Regions from separate parts of the Sus scrofa genome. Here region 1 is linked to region 2. Evidence: chromatin contacts called from public HiChIP or PLAC-seq data. All regions are on one chromosome and are shown on one strand. The core of a region is the stretch at or near the end of the contact, and the rest is flanking DNA. Distances in the headings are between cores, read along the strand shown.

Region 1 (5,880 bases), core at 2,753-5,252, 130 kb before region 2:
CCAACTGCTGGATCATCTCTGTACATGTACAAGCATGCTGTTGATTCCATCATCTTTAAAACAACAACGACAAACTCTCCAGCTGTCCTCCTGTTTCTCTTCTTCCCCTTATAGAAAGGAAAAATTCTCAAAAAGTTGTCTCCACCCAGGGTCTTGATTTCTCTCCTGCTCTCTCTTAAACCCACTTCCATCAGCCATCTCCTCTCTGCCCGCCTGCACGCTCTGCCATCATCACTGCCCCCGAGATGCTAAGTACAGGGGCCAGTTCTCAGCCCTGGTCCTCAGAGCCCTCCTTGCAGCACGCAACCACAGCTGCCTGAAGCGTTTCCCTTGTGGTCTCTGGGACACCCCTCTCCCTGCTGGTCCCCCCACCGCAGGCCCTGCTTCTCAGTCTCCATTGCCACGTCCTTCTTAGCATCAAGGGACTTAAGGCCCAGTCCCTTGGCGTCTTCCCTCTTCCCTGTACTCACCCCACCCCCCTTGATGTCAGCCATTCTTGTCACAGCCTGTGCCTATTATGTGCTGATGGCTTCAATGTATGTGGTGGGAGTTCCCGTCGTGACACAGTGGTTAACGAATCCGACTAGGAACCATGAGGTTGCGGGTTCGATCCCTGGCCTTGCTCAGTGGGTTAAGGATCCGGCGTTGCCATGAGCTGTGGTGTAGGTCACAGACACAGCTCCGATCCCGCGTTGCTGTGGTGTGGGCGGCGGCTACAGCTCCGATTAGACCCCTAGCCTGGGAACCTCCGTATGCCGTGAGAGCGGCCCTAGAAAAGGCAAAAGGACAAAAAAAAAAAAAAAAAAAAATTGTATGTGGTGGCTGAGACTCCACGCCTGAGCTCCAGGACAAGGACATCTCCCATGGAGTCTAAGGCTCCCCACATAAATTGAGCTCCTGATTTTCCCAACCTCCATCCAGTTTCCAGATTTCCCATCACCACAAAGGGCCATCCCAAAGCCTGCAGCCTCCTCCCCGCCTCCCCTCACACTCGCCTCTGGGCTCTGGTTGGGGTTTCTACTTTCAAAATCCATCCAGAGTCTGTGTTTCTCACCACTCCCACTGCTCCTATCCCAGGCCAGGCCACCCTCACCAGTCCCCTGGTGTAACTCAGTAGTCTCCTACAAATGCCTTCTCTAGTCTGTCCTTGAACCAGCCCTCAAAACAGGATCATGTGAAAATAGAAGTCACATAAGCCACTTCCAGGTGCAGGCAGAGTAAAACCAAAGTCCTTGAGGTGCCAGAGGTCCCTTACAACCCACCGGCACCCCAGCCCCGCCAGGCACAGCAGGTCTGTCAGATTATTGGAGAGTATTGAACTGGAGGTTGGAGGTTCCTAGAGGAAGTGACTTTTAAGCTGAGCTCAAAGAAATAAACAGGAAATACCCAGATGAGTAGATCTCAGTCAGGTCTAAGTAGGAAGACAGAAACCACACCAAATGTTTACAGTGGAGGGAATTGGTGACATGGGAGATGGAAGAGCTGAGATGGAGGAGGAAGAGACACCTCAAGATTAGCACCAACTCCTCCACACCCAGGTTTTCCCTGGCTCCAGGCTGAGCTCCCGACAATCAGACCAATACATATGTGCAAAGGCCCTGAGGCGGGAGGAAAGTGATATGATGGGGGGCGGTAGGCAGGGGCATTGAGAGTTAAAGGAGGATGGCATGAGAGGGTACAGGAGGCCAGGCTGGGACAACTTCAGCAGCCTTGGCAAGAATTTGGGCTTGTCCCAAGATGAGTGGAAAGCAGAAGAGAAACAACTCCCCCCCCCCCCCCCCCCCGATCCGATGAGCCGAGCCTCACATGGCTCTCAAGCCTATATCTGCATCCTTTCTGTCTTCAGAAGGCCACGCCTTGGTTCCCACGCCTTTAGCTCTACATCTTCACTGTATCTGGCCTCTTAAGCGCCAGCCTCTTCGCTTCCATCTTGCTCAGACCCTGGCCTCAAAAGTTCCCTGTGACATCCATGGATGTGGCATTCCCTTGGTGCTCCCAAATGGGGTCTGCCTGGCTTGTGTCTTTCTCCCAGCACCCCACTCCCCACCCCCAGGGCTCCCTCCCAGTGGAGGCCTCACCACATACATACCGGCCACATGATCTGCCTGGTACCAGCTCACTGTCCCTCAACCCACCGACCTGAGGCATGGTTCCCATTTGTTCTTGTGAGCCAGTTTAGACCGTGAGTCTTTGTGGCTGACAGGGTGGAGACCAAACTCAGGGCACAGCCCTCGTGGCCTTAGCAACCTGGCGCATCTTTCTTGTTCTTCCTGCCCCACCGTGGGCGAAACACCTCCCCGGATGGACTAGCCCTTCAGGCCCAGGCTTTCCCCGCTTCCCTGGGTGTGCTGTCCTCCCCTCCCTGCCCCCAGACTCAGATGCCTTCTCAAAGGCTCACGACCACAGGGCACCTGCTCCATGAAGTCTTCCTTTACTGAAAATACCTCCCCTGAGCCTCTCGGTCCCCAGGCAGAGCTGCTCATTGGGCTGTTACCATGTGTTCTGGTTACCACATCTCTCGCAGTGCCTGGGTCTCAGAAGCTGTTCTCCATCTCACAGGACTTTCTGGGCCCCCCTTTCCTCACTGGTACAATGAAGCCCCAGGCCTGGTGCTCTACCCCTGTGTAAACAAGCTGGACCCTTCATCTGGGGCTTTCCTACAACAGTGCCTTCCAGAACCTTGGAGGAGCATTGGCTAGTCTCCATGGGCAGGCGGGACTGTGAAAGGAATCCAGTAGGTTTTTATTTGTTTGTTTGTTTTTGCTTTTTTTAGGGCCATACCTGCGGCATATGGAGGTTCCCTGGATAGGGGTTGAATCAGAGCTGAAGCCTCCAGCCTTCGCCACAGGCACAGCAACGCGTGATCCAAACTGCCTCTGCCACCTACACCACAGCTCACAGCAATACTGGATCCTTAACCCACTGAGCGAGGCCAGGGATTGAACCCACGTCCTCATGGATACTAGTTGGATTCATTTCTGCTGCACCACAAGAACTCAGAATCCAGTAAATTTTTTAAAAAACCCATTGGAACCTTGGGTTTTTCCTATAAATGTGAGAGCCAGCTGTTGTCCTAAATGTCACTCCATCCAGGTTATCTATTCTCAATATGAGGTGACAGTGATTTTTCTAAAAGAGTTAAGACCAGAAGACATGACTATAGATACCCAGGAGCAACAGCAGACCCAGGGCCAAGGGCAGTAAGAACTGGGTCTTGATGCCAAACAGCCCTGTGACAAGAGTGGGCATCCGGCTTGCCAAGCTGGGGCCACAGGTGTGCAAAGGGGTTTGTGACGAGGCAGTGCATTACATGAAGCAAGGGCCCTAAAGGTGAGAGAGGGCTAGTGACCACAGCCCGGAGAAGGAATACACAAAGACAGCCACATTCCTTTGCATGCACTGAGGTGATTTGCTGCTGATTTAAGCATAGCTTCTTGCAGGATTTGCCCTGGTTGTGGCCCTTGCAGCCCAGTCTCTGAGGCAGGGTGGGGCAGTGGGTAGTGGTGTGGGCTCTGGGACCAGCACGTGCCAGCTGTGTCATTTTGGACCAGTCGCCTCACTTCCTCAGCCTCAGTTTCCTTGCCACAGATGAGACCTAAAATGGTCCCTCCTTGGAGAGTAGGGGAGGGCACTCCAGCAGCCTGGGCCTAGCAGCCAGCAGGTGGCAAATCTCCAAGACCTGTGTCTCTGGTTTGGCAGACTCTGGCAGGGGTTGGGGTAACAGCAGAAGCGTGGGGCGGTGGGGCACTGTGCCGGGTTACATTTAGATGTTGTGAAAACCTAAATGGTTTCTGTTATCTGGCTTGGATCTACGTGGTAGATTTAGAGCTTCCAAAAATCCACTTGAGGCTTTTTATATACTCTTCACTATTTATAGTCTAAACTCTTGCAAATCCCCAAGCCAGCCAAGATCATTCCTGCTGAGTTTTCCCTCCGCCCAGACTCACCGTCAGCAGAGAATATAGCTGTGTGATCTGTGGCCGGAAGCCTGTCACTCTTTCTCCTGCAGGCACGAGACCCGGGAACTCCTCTGCCCTCTGCAGGGCTGCTCACCACATCCAGGCATGTCCACTAGGAGGTTCAAACTCCAGCAACACTACTGCCATTCTAGACTGTCACTTTCAAAAGGTTAAAAATTTGGTAACTGAACAATATTTCTGTGGCTTATATGATTTTGTGCCTAGCTCTCTTCATCTGGATTGGGGCCAGTTCCCTGACTCTTTATCTCTCTCCTTCTGAGCCCCTTCTGCTTCCATCTTGTGAGTTGATCTTTCATTTGAAACCAGCAACATGGTGCAGCAGAAACAAATCTGACCAGGAACCATGAAGTTGTGGGTTCAGTCCCTGGCCTCACTCAGTGAGTTAAGGATCTGGCGTTGCTGTGAGCTGTGGTGTAGGTTGCAGACACGCCTGGGATCTGATGTTGCTGTGGCTGTGGTGTGGGCCAGCAGCTATAGCTCCAATTCTACCCCTAGCCTGGGAACCTCCATATGCCACAGATGCAGCCCTAAAAAGACAAAGAAAAAAAAAAAAAAAAAAAGAAAGAAACCAGTAACATGGAGATTGTGTAGCCATCCCGGTCACAGGTAGTCACCATTGTTCATTCAGACCCCACCCTTGGGAATCTTCTCATAGCCAAGATGCTTCCCCTCTCAGGCCGAAGTTCACAGAGGACTTGGGGCACAAGCAGGAACACAACCAAGCACCACAGGAAGTGTCACACTCAGGTTCTGTCCCACAGAATAGCAGGACAGGGTCTGAAAAGAGGAGAAGAATTGCCTGGGCAGGAATATGAGAGGCAGCCTAGCACTGTAGTTAGAACAGAGATTCTTCAACTGAGCCCCTTGGTTCTCATTTCAGCTCTGCTGTCCCTGGCTGTGTGACCTCAGACAAATCCATAAGCTCTCTGTGCCTGGGTCTTTCCAACCAAGAATAAAATGGGCATAATATTTGTGTTCACCTCAAATGAGTCAGTGTAGATAAAGTGCTCGGACTTGTGCCCTGCACTTAGGCAGCATCGCCTAAGAGCTATGATTATAAGGCCAGAGGCTGGGTGACATCTGATTACTACTTATAGGAGTTCCCTAGTGGCCTAGCAGTTAAGGACTCAGCGCTGCCACTGCTGTGGCTCAGGTTACTGCTGTGGCTTGAGTTCGACCCCTGGTCTGGGAATTTCTGCATGCTATGGGTGTGGCCAGAAAAAAAAAAAAAAAAGAAGACTGCTGCTTGTAAATACAGATGCTATAGAAGTGTGGGTGTGGCTGTGCTGGCAGGACTGTGCTCTGAGCTGGCTGGTCCCCTTGGGGCCACTGCATGAGGAGAGATACTCCACATTCCAGACCCACAAAGAGCAGGCAGCACACAGCCCAGGACATCAGCCCCCTTTCCTGATATGGGCCTGATAAGAAGGAGGGAACCTGGCAAGGAAGGAGGAGGGGGGACAAGGAAGGAAACATATTCATGTCTTACTAAGGCCTCTGCCAGGTTTTCGTATACATCTGTGTCTCGTTTGTTTTTCAAGCCAGTCTGTACAGTGCTTATTATTTCTCCAGTTTTACAGGTAAGAGTTGAGGCTCAGAGCGAGGAAGGGCTTTGCCTAAGGCCTCTGACCTCTTTGAGGTTACGGGAGCCAGAGAAAGTTCTTGTCGGGGCGGAGGGAGTGGTTGTGAAGGCACAAGATGTAGGTCAGAGAGGAAGCCCAGTAGTGTCCAGAGGAGCCCATAGAGATGGGCTGCCAGACAGTGAGGAAAATCCTTGGATAAACAAGACCTGGAGGCCTTGAGGGCGGGAAGCAGAGCTCTCTGCTGGGTTACCCAGGGTCAGAGAAACAGGGGACAGGCTCCAGGAGGTCATGGGTGTCAGTGATCATCTGCAGCATCC
Region 2 (5,349 bases), core at 184-2,683:
TTTGGGGGAAAAACTGCAACCTGTCATTAAATTCCACGAGGGTACTAGTCAAATCACCTAAGTAACCCCCCACCACACTGTGTCCCTAAGGTCTCACACTCAGGGCAGGGTCGGAGTGAAGGAGGCATTTGGCTGAGCTCAACATCTGGAAGAGTCCAGCAATCCCAACAAAATTCAAATTTCTAGCATCTCCAACTTATAAGAAACAGCACTTACCTCAGAGCCAGAGCAGTAGACCACTTATAACCTCCAGTCCAGTTGCAGTAAAGCATTTTCGGAAAAGTACGGTTACCTTTAAAAAAAGGGAAATCAAGCTACATAGAAACATGGATATAAAAACGCTCTCACATAGAGACTAAGTTGTAACCAACAAAAAGAAGCTATGAAAGACTAAATACCTCAACTGACACAAAATTTAAAATTTTGTTTAAAAGATACCAAAAGAAAGCGGAGGGGAGAAGTAGTTAAAATCTGGGAGAGGATTTTAGGGACACCAAAAGGTTACTATCCAAAACATAAAAGCATTCCTAGAAATGTTTAAGAAAAGAACAAAATTTAGGGATAACAGACACTGGAGAGGATGTGGACCATTGCGAAGTTCTGTACTGCTGGCTGGAGCGTAAACGGATAATCTTCTTGGAAAGTAGCACACACTGGACAGTGTGCCAGACAAACCCGTTCATGTGCGCAACCAAGAGACACAGACAAAAGCTTTAAGAGCAGCACAATTTGCAAGAAAAAACTGTAGATAATACAAATACACTGAAAACTATGACATAGCCTTACAACAATTATTACACAGAAGTAAAAAGATAGTTACAATGAGAAAAGATAAATGGAAGACTCTCACAGCCATAGCGTTGAAAAGAGAAGGTCCCAGGAGAACATACAAAGCATGCTATTTTGCACAATTCTAAAACACGCACTACAGAATAATATACCATACTACATTTCATCATACATGATAGAACTATAAAAAAATTAAAGAAAAGGAAGTGGAATAATAAGAACATTTCAAAAGGGTAGTCATGTCTGAAGAGGAAGCAGGGCAATTGGGGGCAAGAAAAACTGGTCATTTCAATGGCATCAGACTGCTTTCGTTGTTAATTTGGCTGAAGCTCAATTATTATAATATTATATTGTTATGCTTTACACCTTATACTTTTTTCTTGTTTTTTCAAACTGCATTTAAAAGATTAACAGAATCGCAAACATTCTAGATTTTAAGTTCACTGATTTATTAATGAGGCTCTGTATACCTAAAAAGTGCTGACTTATGTTTCTGATTAAACAATTAAAATTTAATTCTCAAATCTCTGGTTACAGCTCCATAAGTAAGCTTAGACAAAAATACTCTGCTCACAAACTTCCTTCACGCCTACTCACCCAAGCAGTGGATGTGGTCCCGCACAGTGCAGTTGGCAATGTAGCGCTGCCTCGGGCAGGACACCGTCATGCAGCTGGTGGAATTGGAACACTCGTAGTCTGTTTCCGGAAGCTGCCAGCAGAATCTGCAAGTCATGTTGATGATGAAGTTCTTTTGGGATTTGAAGTCTTGATCCTATGTACCCGAGGACACAAAACTATTCAATCATAATATAGTAATTTGCTAATATGTCAATAAAACCATAGTCATACGGCACAAAGTGTCTAAAATACTTATATTTATGACTGAGGAGGAAGCACCAGAAAAACAGGTACTAAACCAGTAAGTATGCAAAACAAATGTACATGGTCTGATCCCATGATCATGAGTATGCACCCAAAAACATTAACCTAAGGAAAAATAGCTAAGATAAATCCACCTCAAAACAACAAAGGTCATTTCAGGATGATAAGAGTATTTCATCACTGTCACTGCGGCAAATTTTTAACGATGCATGTGTATTTTTATAACAGAAAAAAAGCAAAGTGTACTTTATAAAACCAGAGTCAGCTGTAAGGGCAGATGAGTCCCTCAGTTCAAGGTCACTGAGCTACAAGTCCTGTGCAGAACGCAGGTTCCCCAGCCCAGCCTGAGGTTCCTGCAGGTACAACACCTGGCCTGGCTACTGAGTCTCAACTCTTCTTGAAGAGTGCCACTGCAGTCCACAGCCCCAGGCTGTCACTGCTGTCACACCCCAAAAGCACCTGGCAATCACAGAAAACTACTCCCAACTTAGAAAGAACCACATGAAGAGGCTCAGCAAGTGTTCATTGTGAGCCTAAAGCTTTTGGGACCAGGGATTTTTTCATTTCAATTTTAAAAGTCATTATTCTGTTTTCTGCTTATAAGAATAGCACATGTTCTTATATGTTGCACATTTGGAAATTACAGGAAAAAACTGTAACCTCTCCAGAGAGAACCACTTATAAACTTCTTTCACTTTGCCTTCCTGTAGTACAGATTTACATGTGGAATTATACTAAAAACATTTTGTATCCTTTTATACCCATTTGATGTTATAACACATACTTTTAAAAATCACATTTAAATGGTAACACGATAACCTCTGGAAGTATATTTATTAATTTTTTTAATAAATGCAAATCTACTTTTGTGTATAGTATTTAAAACTGGGTAATGTACCACCACTTGATTTAGATATTACTGTTTTTTCATTTTTATTCTTATTTGCCATGCCCACAGCATGCAGAAGTTCCTGAGCCAGGAATCAAACTCTCACACAGCAGTGACCCAAGACACTGTAGTGACAATGCCAGATACTTAACCACTGGGCTACCAGGGCACTCCTAGGCAATACTGTTTTAATGTCTGTGTATTTTCAGTGATGCATTCATAACACACATTTATCAACTGTCTGCTAAAACTAGGTAGGAAGTGTATGTGATACAAACTCCCAGAGACAACGGGAGAGTGAGGAAGAAGCTGGCCAGCCCAGCCTTACACCGCCCTCCTAGCAACATGCTCGGCTTACCCACTCCAGACTTCCAGGGAGTCCATTGTATGCATCAGCATGGCTATGTCAGATATAGTTCCTTTTTAAAAAAAAAAAATTTGATGTTCCCACTGATAATTACTTCTCACTTAATTCTGCAGGTATGAGTAAATATCTCTAGAACAGTCTAGTTCTTTTCAGTATCTGCAATGTATTTATTCCATGACACAGTGAACCATAAATTAAACTGTTCTCTCTTGGATCTTTAGCCTATTTCCAACCCTGCTGGATGAATAATGCAGCTAAGAATATTCTTGGGCAGGAGTTCCCTTGTGGCTCAGAAGGTTAAGGATTTGACATTGTCACTGCTGTGGCATGGTTTCAATCCCTGGCCCAGGAACTTCCACATGCCATGAGCACAGCCCTAAGTAAATAAATAGATAGATAAATATCTCTGATTTTTTTTAAAAATTAAAAATTTTAAAAGAAGAGTTCCCATTGAGGCTCAGAGGTAACAAACCCGACTGGTATCCATGAGGATGTGGGTTAAATCCCTGGCCTTTCTCGGGGTTAAGGATCCAGCGCTGCTGTGAGCTGTGATATAGATCACAGACACGGCTTGGATCCTGCATTGCTGTGGCTGTGGTGTAGGCCAGCAGCTGAAGCTGCGATTTGATCCCTAGCCTAAGAACTTCTATATGCCACAGGTGTGGCCCTAAAAAAAAAATACATAAAAAATAAATAAATAAAAGAGGAGTTCTTGTTGTGACTCAGTGGTTAGCAAGCTAGCGAACCGGACTAGCATCTGTGAAGGCTCGGGTTCGCTCCGTGGCCTCACTCAGTGGGTTAAGGATCCAGCGTTGAGGTGAGCTATGGTGTAGACAGCAGACGCAGCTTGGATCCCATGTTGCTATGGCTCTGGGGTAGGCCAGTGGCTACAGTTCCCATTGGACCCCTAGCCTGGGAACCTCCATATGCCGTAGGTGCAGCCCTAAAAGACAAAAAAGAACCCCCCCAAAAAAAAATTAGTAAAAAGAAAGAATATCCTTATGCATGCTTATTTGCATCCACATGCAATATGAAGTATCTGTAAGATAAATTCTTAGATATAGAATTGCTGGGCAAAAGGTTATGTGCATTTCTAAGTTTCACAGATGAGAAAACTGCCTACAAAGGGTAACTAACAACCCATCCACTAACAAGGTACAAGAGTGTCTCTCCCTTATACCTTCAAGAGCTTTAAGTGTTATCAAACCTTTTCTTTTGCCAATCTGATAGGTTAAAAAACGCATTAACTTGTACTTAATTGCAAGAAAAATTAAATACTTTTTTCGCATATTGAGATTCCACTTGTATATCCTTTCCTATGAAGTATTTGCTCATGTCCTAACACCATTTTTCTATAGAACTGTGATCTTTTTCTCACTGGTTTTTTTGGAAATTAGTGCACCATTTATCACATGTGTTAGAAACACTTTTTCCTAGTTTGTCATTTATCTTTTGCCTTTAAAAAGCATAAGCTTTTTTAGATTATTCAGAAATCTCTAATTCTTAGTAGACAAATGTATCAATTCTTTCATGGTTTCTAAATTTTATTTCATACTTAGAAAAATATCTCTATTTTAAGATTATAATAAAACTATCTCATGTTTTCTCTGATACTTCATGGTTTCATTTTTTCACATTAAACCTTTGATCTATCTGGAATTTATTTTGGATGTTCCACTTTTTTCCATATAGCTACCCAGGCACTCCAGCATTTACTGAATCCATTTCACACCACAAAAAACTACAGACCCCATCAAAAGCTCATCTGTAGTAAAAAGATTTTTTACCTTTCCCTTCGTGAAAGAGCTGTCATTATTAAGAACACAGAACATCTGAAGGAATTAAACTCAGCTCAAATACACAGCAGACTAAGCTCTTGAGGCAGACCTCAAATGCCACACCTGAGGACAAACACCTGCTATTTTATAGGATTTGCTATCACTGGCTAGTTAAGAAGTAGGTGAGATGAAACCACCTGGGGTAGGAGGACAGCAAGAACCCATCCAGGGCATATCTCAGTCATGAGGACAGACCAGGGACCAAGGAGTTTGGAAACTTTCCTAAGTTTTGTAATTTTTCTATCTTTGTAATTTTTCTCATCTTCTGCTACTTTCCACTAAATGAAACTACTTGTGGTTTTTTGTTTGTTTTGGTTCTGGCCATGACCACAGCAAGTGGAAGTTCCCAGACCAGGGACTGAACCTGTGCCACAGAAGCAATCTGAGCCTCTGCAGTGAAAATGCCAGATCCTTAATCTGCTATACCACAAGAGAACTCCTGAAACCACTTGTTTTTGGAAGATTTAAATAAGGAAGAAATTGAGAACTATGTTTCACTAAGGAACAAGTTTTGGGAGATGAATGTCAAAGAAACTGAGGCAAACAACAAAGGAGGCTGTTTCTGGAAAAGCTCCTGTAGTTAG

The links. HiChIP or PLAC-seq counts read pairs in DNA pulled down with a chosen protein or histone mark.
Region 1: a contact with region 2 is called in an H3K27ac HiChIP or PLAC-seq map of skeletal muscle. The contact joins two enhancer-like sites. A contact is called at or near these places in 1 of 5 promoter capture datasets (liver), 2 of 47 Hi-C or Micro-C datasets (fetal heart ventricle and liver) and 1 of 2 datasets of contacts at active chromatin or transcription factors (skeletal muscle).

Annotation. Positions count from the first base shown.
Region 1 is chr1:145,495,878-145,501,757 of Sscrofa11.1, reverse strand. No RefSeq gene overlaps it. Among named protein-coding and RNA genes, the nearest start is that of PCSK6, 9.8 kb to the left of the region's middle. Within about 2 kb of position 4,002, at least 4 of the 83 cell types and tissues checked have an H3K27ac peak or open chromatin away from gene starts, as enhancers often do. A contact at or near this core is called in skeletal muscle, where this site is marked.
Region 2 is chr1:145,363,870-145,369,218 of Sscrofa11.1, reverse strand. It overlaps TM2D3 (TM2 domain-containing protein 3), which reads right to left. Exons shown (of 6, transcript XM_005652477.2): 4 at 1,387-1,561; 5 at 217-292. Among named protein-coding and RNA genes, the nearest start is that of TM2D3, 6.9 kb to the right of the region's middle. Within about 2 kb of position 1,433, at least 10 of the 83 cell types and tissues checked have an H3K27ac peak or open chromatin away from gene starts, as enhancers often do. A contact at or near this core is called in skeletal muscle, where this site is marked.